Regions from separate parts of the Hordeum vulgare genome. Here region 2 is linked to region 1. The links are chromatin contacts, called in public Hi-C maps. All regions are on one chromosome and are shown on one strand. The core of a region is the stretch at or near the end of the contact, and the rest is flanking DNA. Distances in the headings are between cores, read along the strand shown. Region 1 holds the start of LOC123405999 (polyribonucleotide nucleotidyltransferase 2, mitochondrial). Region 2 holds the start of LOC123402897 (H/ACA ribonucleoprotein complex subunit 3-like protein).

What was found. Hi-C and Micro-C count contacts between places; a contact is called where the count stands out from the background.
Region 2: a contact with region 1 is called in a Hi-C map of seedling, with 5 times the contacts expected there. The contact joins the promoter of LOC123402897 here to the promoter of LOC123405999 in region 1. A contact is called at or near these places in 3 of 6 Hi-C or Micro-C datasets (leaf and seedling).

Annotation. Positions count from the first base shown.
Region 1 is chr6H:367,876,460-367,882,890 of MorexV3_pseudomolecules_assembly, reverse strand. LOC123405999 (polyribonucleotide nucleotidyltransferase 2, mitochondrial) reads left to right here and starts at 2,430. Exons shown (of 16, transcript XM_045099503.1): 1 at 2,430-2,844; 2 at 3,762-3,917; 3 at 4,010-4,180; 4 at 4,547-4,672; 5 at 4,744-4,905; 6 at 5,570-5,689. The coding sequence starts at 2,521. LOC123406002 (39S ribosomal protein L41-A, mitochondrial-like) reads right to left here and starts at 2,288. Exons shown (of 4, transcript XM_045099505.1): 1 at 2,124-2,288; 2 at 1,878-2,030. The coding sequence starts at 2,025.
Region 2 is chr6H:368,108,272-368,114,702 of MorexV3_pseudomolecules_assembly, reverse strand. It overlaps LOC123402897 (H/ACA ribonucleoprotein complex subunit 3-like protein), which reads left to right and starts at 2,456. Exons shown (of 4, transcript XM_045096863.1): 1 at 2,456-2,566; 2 at 2,677-2,756; 3 at 2,847-2,889; 4 at 4,090-4,375. The coding sequence starts at 2,703. The coding sequence ends at 4,187.

The DNA.
Region 1 (6,431 bases), core at 1,181-3,680:
GGTTCATGTCGATGATATTGTCATTGCAAGCTCTTCTGACGTAGTAACAGATCGTCTTCTTCACCAGTTGTCTGCCACCTTCCCGGTTAAAAATCTTGGCCAGCTTCGATACTTCTTGGGCATTGAAGTGGCTCAAAATTCCAGGGTCATTGTCCTTGCGAATAGATGTACAATCTTGATCTGCTTGAGCGCACTCACATGACAAATTGTAAGACAGTTTCTACACCCATGTGTGTTCATGAGAAGCTGTCCTGTGACCTCAGCACTCCTCTTGGTGAAACTGACATTCATACCTACCGGAGCGCTCACACTTCTGCTACCTTACATTGACTCGGCTGGATATCTCCTTTGTTGTGAACAAGGTGTGTCAGTATCTCTCCCAACCGACAAATGTTCATTGGGAAGCAGTCAAGAGGATTCTCCATTTCATCAAGGGTACAGTAGCTACTGGCCTACATATTCAGAGGTCCAAGAACACATCCGTGTTGACTGTTGACAGACACAAACTGGGCAGGCTGCGCTGATAACTGGAGATCCACTGGCAGGTTCGCGGTTTTCTTCGGTCCGAATCTCATATCTTGGGAGTGCTAGGAAACATATTAATTATTTCCAGATCATCCACTGAGGCAGAGTACAAAGCCCTGGCAAATGGTGCTCCAGAGGCTTCTTGGGTTCAGTCGCTTCTACGAGAACTTCATGTCCCTCAGCCAAGACCTCTAGTTCTATTGTGTGATAATTTCGGTGCTACGTTATTAACTGCAAACCCAGTGTTTCATGCACGCACTAAACACATTGAAGTGGATTTCCACTTTGTTCGGGAGAAGGTTGCACTTGGAGCTTTGGAAGTCCGCTTTGTGTTGTCAGCAGATCAGACCGCTGATGTCTTCACCTTGTTCATAGTGGTTGAGATTGCAGGGGCATATTAACTCCTGTATTTACTAGGCACTATTTGTTCCGTTCCTAGTTGTTTCGTTTCTGTAACTCATGTGGTTATGTAGCACTAGAGAATCAGTAACTACATCCATGATCTAGTGGTCATGACTGTTTGTATGCCTGCACGGCAATATAAATATAAGACAAACCGACCATCATAGGCATGACCAAAAACATCCCTTCTAACTTGCCATATAATCACAATACTGTTTTGCTATTTCTAAGCTGCCCTGTTTTTCCTAACTCCAAGTAAGTTTTTGTGACCATGGTACAGAAACTGATGCGCCACATGGTTGGAATGGCTTTTCCTCCATGAAGTACAAGGCTGTATCAATATTCTTGTATGTTTTCCAAAGAAGTATCTATATTTTTCTTTGGAGTTGCTGAATTTGCTCTCCACAGTTGCAGTTCTTTCTAGCCGCATGGTGATATGCATGAACAGCAGAACAATCGAAAATACTTGGTCCTAGTTTCTACATATACATGGTTAATACTACTAATTCCAATGAACTTCACCATTGGCCATAGACTGCCTAGATTGAAATGTTTTGCACCTTGTCCACTCACTAAGCTTTATTATATTATTATGATGTCAAATGCCAAGGAAGCAAGCACTTGGTTCACATACGGTGTAATGGTTTACTCAGAACAACGCACTACATTTGACATCCCATATGGACCATCCGTTGCTACCATGGGGCAAATGCTGTGGCAACTGTCGAACTGAAAGCCAATTTGACCGGGTGCATCAGGTTATTTTAACTATATCTGATTCAAATCAAAATCGTTTAAATTACTCAACCAAACAGATCATGACCTGCATCTTTGAATGTAAATGACGCATCGAACCAGAAGGTGATAAGAAGTGTAGTAGTATCAAGCAGCGGGCATAAGATACCGAGAAGACGACTAGGTTCAGATCAGAGTTGGTGTCAGCTTGTCACCTTTGCGGGTGTGGAACCCGGTGGGCTTGCAGTTCTTGCCCTTGTAGTAATCCCGGGGCGCCCTCTTGGAGGAGAGGATGTTGAGCGAGGACGTCCGCTTCCGCCGCATCGACCTCCCGATCGAGCTCAGTATCAGCCCCAGAGGCATCGTTCCTACGAATCCCGACGGTAAAATCAGCTGTCAGAGGGGAGGGGAGGGGAGGGGAGGAGAGGCGAGGCGTGGCGAGAGCGATGTGAAGGGCATACCGGAGGAGCGAGGGCAGCGACGACGAGGATCGGGAGGTGCGGTAGGGTTTGGGGGGTTTCGAGTCGGAGCTCTTCTTCCCGGCGGCGGCGGCGGCGGGCGATCAGTGTGAGGGAGAGAGAGAAATGGGGCTTCTTTCGACACGATACGGGCATCCTGAGCCGTCGGTCACTCGTTGTACGGTCCAGATCTCTTGAGGGTCATAAAACCGGAGAAGCTGTGTTCGTTCGGCTCACTGACACGTGGGTCCACGATCAACCGCTGCACTGCCCGTATGACGCACCCAAGCCAAAGACGGCGAGAGGCCCAACCATTTCGCTTCGCCGCTTAAACCCTAAACCCAGGCCCAAAACCCCTCTTCCTCTTCCTGCCGCTCCTCCCCAGTCCCCGAGCGCCACCATGTCGATGGCGGTGGCCTCGCTCCGCTTCCTCGCGCGCCGACGGCACCAGATGCGGCTCGCTTTCCCCGGCACGCGGGCCGCATTCCTCTCCAACACGGCCGAGGAGGCCCCGCAGGCGTCGCCGCCGCCGCCGGGGCGGAAGGTGCTGGAGAGCTTCCGCGAGGAGTTCGAGATCGGGGGTCGCCTCATCGCCTTCGAGACCGGGAAGATGGCGCGCTTCGCCAACGGCTCCGTGGTCATCTCCATGGAGGACACCAACGTCCTCTCCACCGTCGCCGCCGCTAAGTCCTCGGACCCCGTCCGGGACTTCCTCCCTCTAACCGTAAGGATCGTTTTCCGTCTTCTATTGACGTGGTGTGTTTCAGAGCATGTCAAATTCGCCCTTCCCTCCCATGTGGCAACTTAATCTGCACATACATACACTTCCATTTGACGCAATTTTAAGTGTTCTCCAGCTACAGCATTTGATTTGTGCCACAAATTTTCCCAGGTTATATATATCTTGTTGAACACCCCACCTTTTTTATATCTTTGTAATAATGAGACTTCATTGATTTGGTTCACAAGCACGGTTTGGTTGCAGTACTATTCATTGTTATGCCGTTCATTTGTGCCAATTATCACCAGTTTTGCGTTTCAGTAAGAGATTGATAAAATTAAGGCTGCGTTTGGCATTGCAGTCGATTGCCATAGCCCCGGTTGCCCAACCAGCTTTTGCCTATTTTGGTGTTTGTTTGACCTGCTTTTACCTACTTTCCTGGCTAATTTTCAACAGCGCACCGCATTATAAAATATGCACAATGCAGAACAGTTCAGCAACTGCAAACTGACCTAAATCGATGTTATTTACAAATTATCACGCTTGATTTTGGGCAGGTAGTGTTCAGTGCTTCATGGTAATAAAGCATAATTTTAGTACCTTGAAGCTGTTTCTTACAGCTGCTGATTCCCTGGAGTAAAATTTGAAAGAGCTAAATACATTATTGACTCTTAAACTTCTCTGAAGCACTTAAATAATCTACAGTTTTTTAGTTTAGGGACCTACTTGACCACCCTGGACAAGTTTAAAGGCCCATTGTGTACTTCACTTCTCTCATTGCCAATTGAACTTACTGGGGATATGCTTAACCCAAAGGGAAGAATGGAATATGTTTGTCTTCACTTTTTCAAGGCAACACTATCTATTTGCTATCTGCATCTTTCCCATGATGAGCAGGTTGGTTATTTTGTTGGCTGTAGGTTGATTATCAAGAGAAGCAATATGCTCAAGGTGTTATTCCCACAACATATATGCGCAGGGAAGGTGCTCCTAAGGAAAGAGAACTTCTGTGTGGGCGCATAATCGATCGACCAATACGGCCATTGTTTCCTCGTGGCTTTTACCATGAAGTCCAGGTGATTTTTCTGTTTAATATTTCATTCCTGAAATTCGCGAAGTTTGCACAAGCATTACCACTCATTGATGGATTTGGATCCTGCTTTTGTAGATCACGGTAAATGTACTTTCCTCAGATGGAAAGCAGGACCCGGATGTTATGGCTGCTAATGCATCTTCAGCTGCTCTCATGCTTTCTGATATACCTTGGAATGGGCCAATTGGAGTAATACGTGTCGGAAGAATTGATGGGAATTTCGTGTTGAACCCAACAGTGGATGAGGTAATATCGATCAAGTGCTACAATATGTAATCATTTTTTATCTATCCTCCACTGTGCCTCAATTGTACCCATGATGGTGTACATTTGCGCTGTTTGTGGATATAGCATTTCCCAGGAGCGTTTCGTGGCTCATGGTGCCTATTCCATTTCTTTGCCATTTGCACCATAACTAACATCAGTGTATATGTGGTTTTCACATACTCCCTCTGTCCCAAAATAAGTGTCGCTGATTTATTACAGTTTTAGTACAAAGTTGTACTAAGTCCACGACACTTACTTTGGGACGGAGGGAGTATTATCCATTGTAAATGCAGGGGTTTCATTCACTTCACTCATATTTTCTGTATATTTCTCTGTGACTTGTAGTTAGGTTTGAGTGATCTCAACCTAGTTTATGCATGTTCACGGGATAAAACACTAATGATAGATGTACAAGCTCGTGAGATAACTGAAAGGGATCTTCAAGCAGGAATGAAGCTTGCACACTCTGAGGTATTATTTCTTTCCTATTTTTAGTTGATGCGTTATAATTATATTCTCATGCAGTTGGCTATGATTCACAGGCAGTCAAGTATATCGACCCTCAAATTAGATTGGCCAAGCGAGCTGGCAAAGAGAAAAGAGAGTACAAGCTGTCAATGATTTCAGATGAATCATACGAGAAAATCAGAACATTATCAGAAGCACCAATTGAGGAAGTCTTCACAGATAAATCATACGGCAAGGTGTGTTGTGTACTTGTGTATTCTCTTTTGACTGCAGGTCTTCCTCTCTAGTTGAAGATTTACCTTTCTAGTTTGTGGAGTTAGAAGTGGAAATGTTCGATTGTGAACTTCCTTAAAGATCTTTGCCTCCGTCTCTAAGGGTGCATTTTTTCTGGTCATGACCAAAACCTTGGCTTTTGTTTGGAGTATGACCAACTTTTTAACATGACAATGCTCCAGTACCAACTTTATTAGTACACTTTTCTAGCCAATGTTGGCCTATCCAATGACAAGCAAAATCTCAACCAATTTTGTGGCTAGCCAACTTTTTGGCACAAACTAAACATACCCTAAATGTAAGTTGCCCAGCCCTGGGATTTTGTGTGGTCAATCTTTATAGACTTTGAATAATAATATGTTTGGAAGATACATATTGACTGCATGAAAGTAATGTAATTAGATTTGTCCAGAATATCACTTTCACTTCATTTTGTTAGTATATTATGTTGAAAACTATGTTCAAGGTTTGCCAAAAAAAAACATATTTTGACTGTGCTTCAACTATATCATGAAGAATCAAAAACCAACCTTTTACTTTTTTGGAGGAGTCATCCGGTAATAAGTTAAAGCTGTTCTTGTTTTCTGCTTGCACCATGAATTCATTGGATGTTTTCATTTGCTGCAGTTTGAACGTGGAGAAGCCTTGCAAAATATCACAGAATCTGTAAAAGAGAAGCTTGAAGAAGAATGCGATGAGGAAAGCTTGAAGTTTCTTCCTAAAGCAGTTGATACTGTGAGAAAGCAGGTAGCACATTGATTTCTCTGGAAACTGGAAAATTTAGATAAAAGTGTGAGCTTTGTCAATAGATGAGCAGAAAAGACATTCATGTTGTTACACATGCATCTATATCTATACCAATATAAAAAGACACAAAGGGGCAAGTCCAACTAATCTAGGCCATCAAACCATGTCAATCCAACGACCTCGATTACTCCAGTGGCGAGCACTCAACATCTTTAATGTGCAATTAATGCCATACCAAATATGAATGGCAGCACTAATCATGTAATTAAAGTGCAACTAATATCCATCCTAATATGAGCGTCCAATTAATATACTACTCCCTCCGTCCCAAAATAAATGTCTTAAGCTTAGTACAACTTTCTACTAAAACTAGTATAAAGTTGAGACAGTTATTTTGGGACGGAGGGAGTACCTAATAACAATGTGCATTGAACATACACATTTACTAGTAGCTCATGGGTATCCTGTTTCGATACATGCAAGGAAGGTTAACTCCAATGCTGACGTTTTAATCATATTTTTTGCCGTGCCTAAATTAATGATTCTGTCATATCTCATTTTACACATTGAAACCTGGAACTTTATGTAACACCTACTGATCTTATCTGTTCAATGCACAAATGTACGTGCCATAGAAACAACAGAGCACATTGATCTCTTTACAATAGCGAATTCTTAACATTTGGCAAACTTGCATCCATTGTACCAAAACTCTGTTTCCAGTCATGTGCATGAGTAGTTT
Region 2 (6,431 bases), core at 1,207-3,706, 230 kb before region 1:
GCAGGGCTCCGGATTTCCTGGGCTGGTCGGACGTCCGGCCCTCGGATGTCCGGAGGAAGCCGGATTTCCAAGTTATATGACTCACAAACTTCTGGTGAAGGGCTGCGGATTTCCGAAGCCTGCCGGTCATCCGGCCCTCGGACGTCCGGAGGGAGCCGGATGTCCGAGGCAATAGACCTGTTTTGATATAAGAACAGAGTGGAGAATATGTGGTATTGGGTATGACAGTAAAGATGTGGTATGAGCAAGTTCATCGCAAAAACCTGTGATCCCCTCTTAATAGTGCGGGATCCCTATACTCAATATCAGTAAACTCAAAAGACTAGTCTACGCCATCTTTTCTTAATCCCGAGGCTTCTCGAAATATAAATCCCCAATCTTCTGAGACAACCTTTGGCACATAATTCTCAATCTACTAAAGTACTTGCCATCCTGAGATACACACAACAAATAGGATTAGTTTCCTATGTATGTGTTGTCATTAACACCAAAAGACGATTAGGGGCATAGCATGCGCTTTCAATTTGTCACTCCGTGTGACGGAGAGGTATCTCGGGGCCCACTCGGTAATACAACATCACATATAAGCCTTGCAAGCAATATGACTAAAGAGTTAGTCACGGGATGTTGTATTACGGAACGAGTAAAGAGACTTGCCGGAGACGAGGTTGAAATATGTATAGAGATACCGATGATCAAATCTCGGGCAAGTAACATACCTAAGGACAAAGGGAATGGTATACAGGATTATATGAATCCTTGGCATAGAGGTTCAACCGATAAGATCTTCATAGAATATGTAGGATCCAATATGGACATCCAGGTCCCGCTATTGGATATTGACCGAGGAGTGTCTCACGTCATGTGTGCATAGTTCTCGAACCTGCAGGGTGTGCACACTTAAGGTTCGGTGACGTTTTAGTATAGTTGAGTTATAGGTGCTGGTGAACGAAGTTTTGTTCGGAGTTCCGGATGAGTTTCGTACATCACGAGGGTTTCTAGAATGGTCCGGAAACGAATATTGATATATAGGAAGTTGGTATTTGGATTCCGGAAGAATTTCGGGCATTGCCGACACTGTACGGAGAGTGACGAATGGGTACCGGGGGCCCACCATGCCCCAAGGGGTCCACATGGGTTTATTGGATGTGCAATAAGGCATAATGGGCTGACAAGTCATCCAAGGAAAGTCCATGAGGAAAAAAATAAAAAATCCAAAAGAGGTGGGAAATTTAGGAAGGAGTCCTAATCCAATTAGGATTGGAGGACTCCTCCCTCCTCCACTTCGGCCGAAGCCAACGAGGCTCCCTTGAGCCTCAAGGCTAGCCCCTCCCCTTCTCCTATATATATTAGAGGTTTTAAGGTTTTTGAGACACAACTTTGCCACGTGCAACCCTCAACCCCTACTTCGTAGTTCTTCCGCTAGATCGGATTTCTGCGGTGCATAGGCGAAGCCGTGCAGGAATAGATCACCACCACCACCGGCGCGCTGTCACGCTGCCGGAGAACTCATCTACTTCCCCGACTTTCTTGCTGGATCAAGAAGGCGAAGATCGTCATCGAGCTGTACGTGTGCTGAATGCGGAGGTGCCGTCCGTTCGGTACTAGATCGGGACGGATCGTGGGACGGCGGCGATTTGGATCGCGAAGACGTTCCACTACATCAACCGCGTTTCTTAACGCTTCCCGCTTAGCGATCTACAAGGGTATGTAGATTCGATCTCCCTCTCGTAGATGGTCATCACCATAATAGGTCTTCGTGTGCGTAGGAATTTTTTTGTTTCCCATGCAACGTTCCTCAACAATACCATGGATGCCAATTAGACAATTTTAATCACATGGTGTGTAATTAAATACAAAAAAAGTTGGTTGAGCATCTATGATGTGTCATGCATGATAACAAATTAAACCATATATAATACTAATCTATGATACCATGCATTATGGATATTAGTGTATGATATTTCAGAAAGTGCACGACCCATGGACATATGAACCCACTTTGAAAACCTCATTGTTAAAATGTTCAAAAAATCTGAAAGAAGTTTCAAGTATACATCTTCATATTCTATGCATGTGCAAAAGGTTTCGTGGAAAAACAACTTTTTGTTTGACATGTGCAAAAAGAACAAAAAAGTGTGTTGTGAAACACTATTTAAAAACACTGAAATTTATCTTTTTCGCAGATGCAAAATAAAAAAAGATTTTTTTCCATACACATATTGCGAAGACTTATGTGTGATTTTTTTGATTTTTTACATTTTAGAACGCATTTAAAATGCATTTTTGGGAAACAGGTTCATATGCCCATGGGTTCAAAACGTCCACACTTATGGTACCCAATTACGACCAGGCTTAATTCGTCATGTATGTAGTTTCCGAGAAGAAAAAAACATCGCTGCCTCGTGGTCTCCTACCCCACTAGTACCCCTCAACTCTGGTCCCACTTACCAGTTACAAACCCTTTTCCTCGTCTTATAACCTTGCTTCCCACAAACCCTAGCCGCCAGATACCCGTGCAGCCCTCTTCCCCGCCGCTTCTTCTCTCGCCCGCCGCCAACCTCTGGTAATTTCTCTTTTCTCCCCTCTCCAATCCCGCCTCCCCGATTCCATCAGCGATTGTACTTCTCGACGGTCTCATAGATACGGCTGCTTCCGCTTCGTCGGATTTTTCAGGGCTGATCCCCGCGCCTTGAGCCAAGATGTATCTCCAGTACTACATCAACGAGAAGGGCATCAAGGTGTACACCACCAAGGTCGGATAATCTTTGCCCTCGCGCTTACTTGGTGATGATTTGTAGTATCTGTGACCCCGTGCTGATACTTCTCTCGCTCCTGTGCTGCAGAAGGAATCCCCTCTCGGTGTGCCGACGCAGTCTGCCCACCCAGGTATACCAACTCCCTTTCCCTGACTTTGCCTTGGCTGTTAGACCATGTTACAATGAAATTATGTGACTTAGTTTGAGTTAGTAGGCCAGCTTCTTGTGCTGTAAAAGAGGGTGCTCATGTCTCCATGTCCCTGTTTGTTAATCCCGGTTGCAGTGCCAGTCTGCTTGTTCTCGGACTTCAGACATGTAGGCATGATATATACACATACTATTTGGAGAAACTTTAGGTTTTTTGTGTTGGTCTTGGTCTTTTCAGATAATGAATATCTTGCTCGTGAGGAGATATTTTTATCCATTGTACGATAAGTTATCCAAAGGACAAATAAGGCTGAATTCATGCTGGGAACATTGCCACAACATCTAATCAAATTTTCAGCTTGCATGACCTGCTTTGCATTATTGTTTTGAGTGCTGGAACTAGCAACCGATGCTTAAAGAGCATTTCGCGGTACCATTAGTTTTTGTTGCTTTGTTATTCAGCAATGGTTCTTATTAGAATTTTATTTAATCGCCCAGGGGTCACAGTAAGAATTGAAGTTCCTATCTGAAATTGTTTTTTGTTTTGAACCCATTTGTGCTGGAAGATTTACTTCCTATGCATTTCTATTATGGTTGATCCTGAAAGTAAAGATTCCAGAAATTGCCCATCCTGCTTGTCTTGAACATCAAGGTACTGTGGTAAATATTGTAGAATACGTCAAATAATTCCATGTTCTTGGGTGGTGACCGTCATGGTCCTCTTAGTAACCCTGATCTAATATGTCTTTTTAACCTGTAGATGAGTTGTGATATTTTTAGTTTTCTTGAGTTGAACATCTGTATTGTTGACATATCAACAATAAACTAACTATGTACTCCTAAGGATCATAGTCCTTGCGTGCATAAAATAAATGTAGTGGTGAGCGGTCCTCTAATAAGTGCTGTTCTGCCATGTCCTGTAGAATGTATTCCCTCCGTTCCTGAATATAAGTCTTTTAATCAATTTCACTAGTGGTCTACATACGGAGCAAAATGATTGAATGTACACTCTAAAGTATATCTATATACATCCGTATGTGGTCCACTAGTGAAACCTCTACAAAGACTTATATTTAGGAACGGAGGGAGTAGATGACTTGTTATATTTTAGTTTTCTGGTGTTGAACATCTATGAGTATTCTCACGCCAAAGAAGGGTACTTATATAATCACTTGTGATGCAGCTCGTTTCTCCCCGGATGACAAGTACGCCCGTCAGCGTTACCTGTTGAAGAAGAGGTTTGGATTGCTGCCAACCCAGCAGCCAGCACAAAAGTACTGAAGCACTGAATGGGTCCTCCTAAGAGATCTGTTTACTTTGGTGAATGCTGTTTGGAGTGTAGATTAGCCATGTGAAGAGAGAACCATTACTGCTACTTATCTTGCTCATTATTGCAGTACCTCTGAATGTAATGCTATGATATTATGGATCGTACTCTTATGTACTATGTGCTCTCTGTGTGACTTTCATTTGGGATCTACCTCGCCCTGAAGTTTGAACTGCTACTTGCATGATTAGCTACTGAAATGAGAATCAGACTAGTAGCTAATTTTTTTCTGTGCTACAACGAGAGGTTTTCTTGTTTAGCTATTCTCCTGAATTTGTTATTCTCAGGGAAATTGCTAATTTGTGATCTTCACATGAACAACTTCTGATGGTGAACTACCCCTGTCTTCTTTGCTCTAAGTTATCAGCTGATGTTACCATCCCAGTGCCTCTTAGGGCATCTCCAATGGTTGTATGATCATCGTTGGTAAAATTGCCACATAGATGATTTTGATGACATGGCACATAATAAAAGAAGAGAGAGAATGAAACCGTATGAACTTGAAGCAACGGTTCATGCACAAGCTCCGAGGCAAACATGGTTATTTCTTCAACATTTAGTGGACTCACTCTTAGTTATTTTACATACGGTTAACATACACTCTATTGAAGAGCTTGTATGATGTGCTGTTGGTTGATGATGTGGACACTTATACCAACGATTGAACATACGGACTGTTGGAGATGCTCTTAGCGATGAATTGGTAAGGTAGTTCATGAGCAAGTGGTTAGAACTTCAGTTACGTTGAATGTTCACTGTCCCCAAAAAAATTGCTCTTTGCTTCCTCTGTTTTTTTTTCTTTGCATTCTCATCCATGATTGTCAGCGGAATGATCCCCGGGTACCCCAGAGACAAGAGCTTGTATGATGTGCTGTTGGTTGATGATGTGGACACTTATACCAACGATTGAACATACGGACTGTTGGAGATGCTCTTAGCGATGAATTGGTAAGGTAGTTCATGAGCAAGTGGTTAGAACTTCAGTTACGTTGAATGTTCACTGTCCCCAAAAAAATTGCTCTTTGCTTCCTCTGTTTTTTTTTCTTTGCATTCTCATCCATGATTGTCAGCGGAATGATCCCCGGGTACCCCAGAGACATGCAGCTTCATCTACAATCAACTACGACGTCTAGGCTAGCTCTCAAGATACATATAGCTTGACATGTAAACTACCCATGGTAGCTTATATGCCAAGCAGTATCAAGCCACACTCCCATACAAGGGGCTGAGGCCCACCACGTATGGGAGGAGACCTTTGGGCTGCCCTCTCACTCCCTCATACTGTCATACACACACACGCACACAGACATGAGGCCAAGGAGGAAGCACTCAGCTCTACTGGAAGTATACATCATATATAGACATGTCGGAGTAGGGGTATTATCTCTTCGGAGAGCCCTGAGTCTGGATAAACCACCATGTGCTACTACCCTATCTCGTCCCGGATCCTCCACGACAGACTTGCCCTCACCTCGATTAACCATCCCATGGCATCTGCCGTCAAGGTATCCTATAAGAAAACGACGATCTCTTCGGAGAGCCCTGAGCCTGGATAAACCACCATGTGCTACTACCCTATCTCATCCCGGATCCTCCACGACAGACTTGCCCTCACCTCGATTAACCATCCCATGGCATCTGCCGTCAAGGTACCCTATAAGAAAACGACGATATTTGACGTCCACCGTGGCCCTCACCTCGATTAGCCATCCCATGACATCTGCCGTCAAGGTACCCTATAAGAAAACGACGACATTTGACGTCCACCGTGGGGCCAGCTGCTGCTGGAACCGCGGTTCGGGCAGGACCGTCTTCATCATCACCACCACGACGCTGCCGCCGCCTCTCCGACGACGCGGCTCGACACCAACATGCCCCAGGGCGGTCGCATGAGACAGCGCATCCCCGCCGTCGACTTTGTCCATCTCCAGTCCGCTCCAACGCGCCGCCGAACACACAGGTCGGCGTGTCCTCGCCGTCGGCCTCGGCCCGCTCCGATCTCCACTCGGTCACACCTCCGCTTACAGGCAGGCTAGCCATCTCCATCCCTGTACGTGCGCGCGCTCGCACCTAGCTAGCTAGCAGGCAAAGGCAATCCATTCGGCTGCGTGAATGCTAGCTTGGCTATCTAGCACGGCACGCAGGCGGCGATGTCGCGAACGCAGCGGCCTAGCGGCTGCGGCGCGTCCACCGCCCTC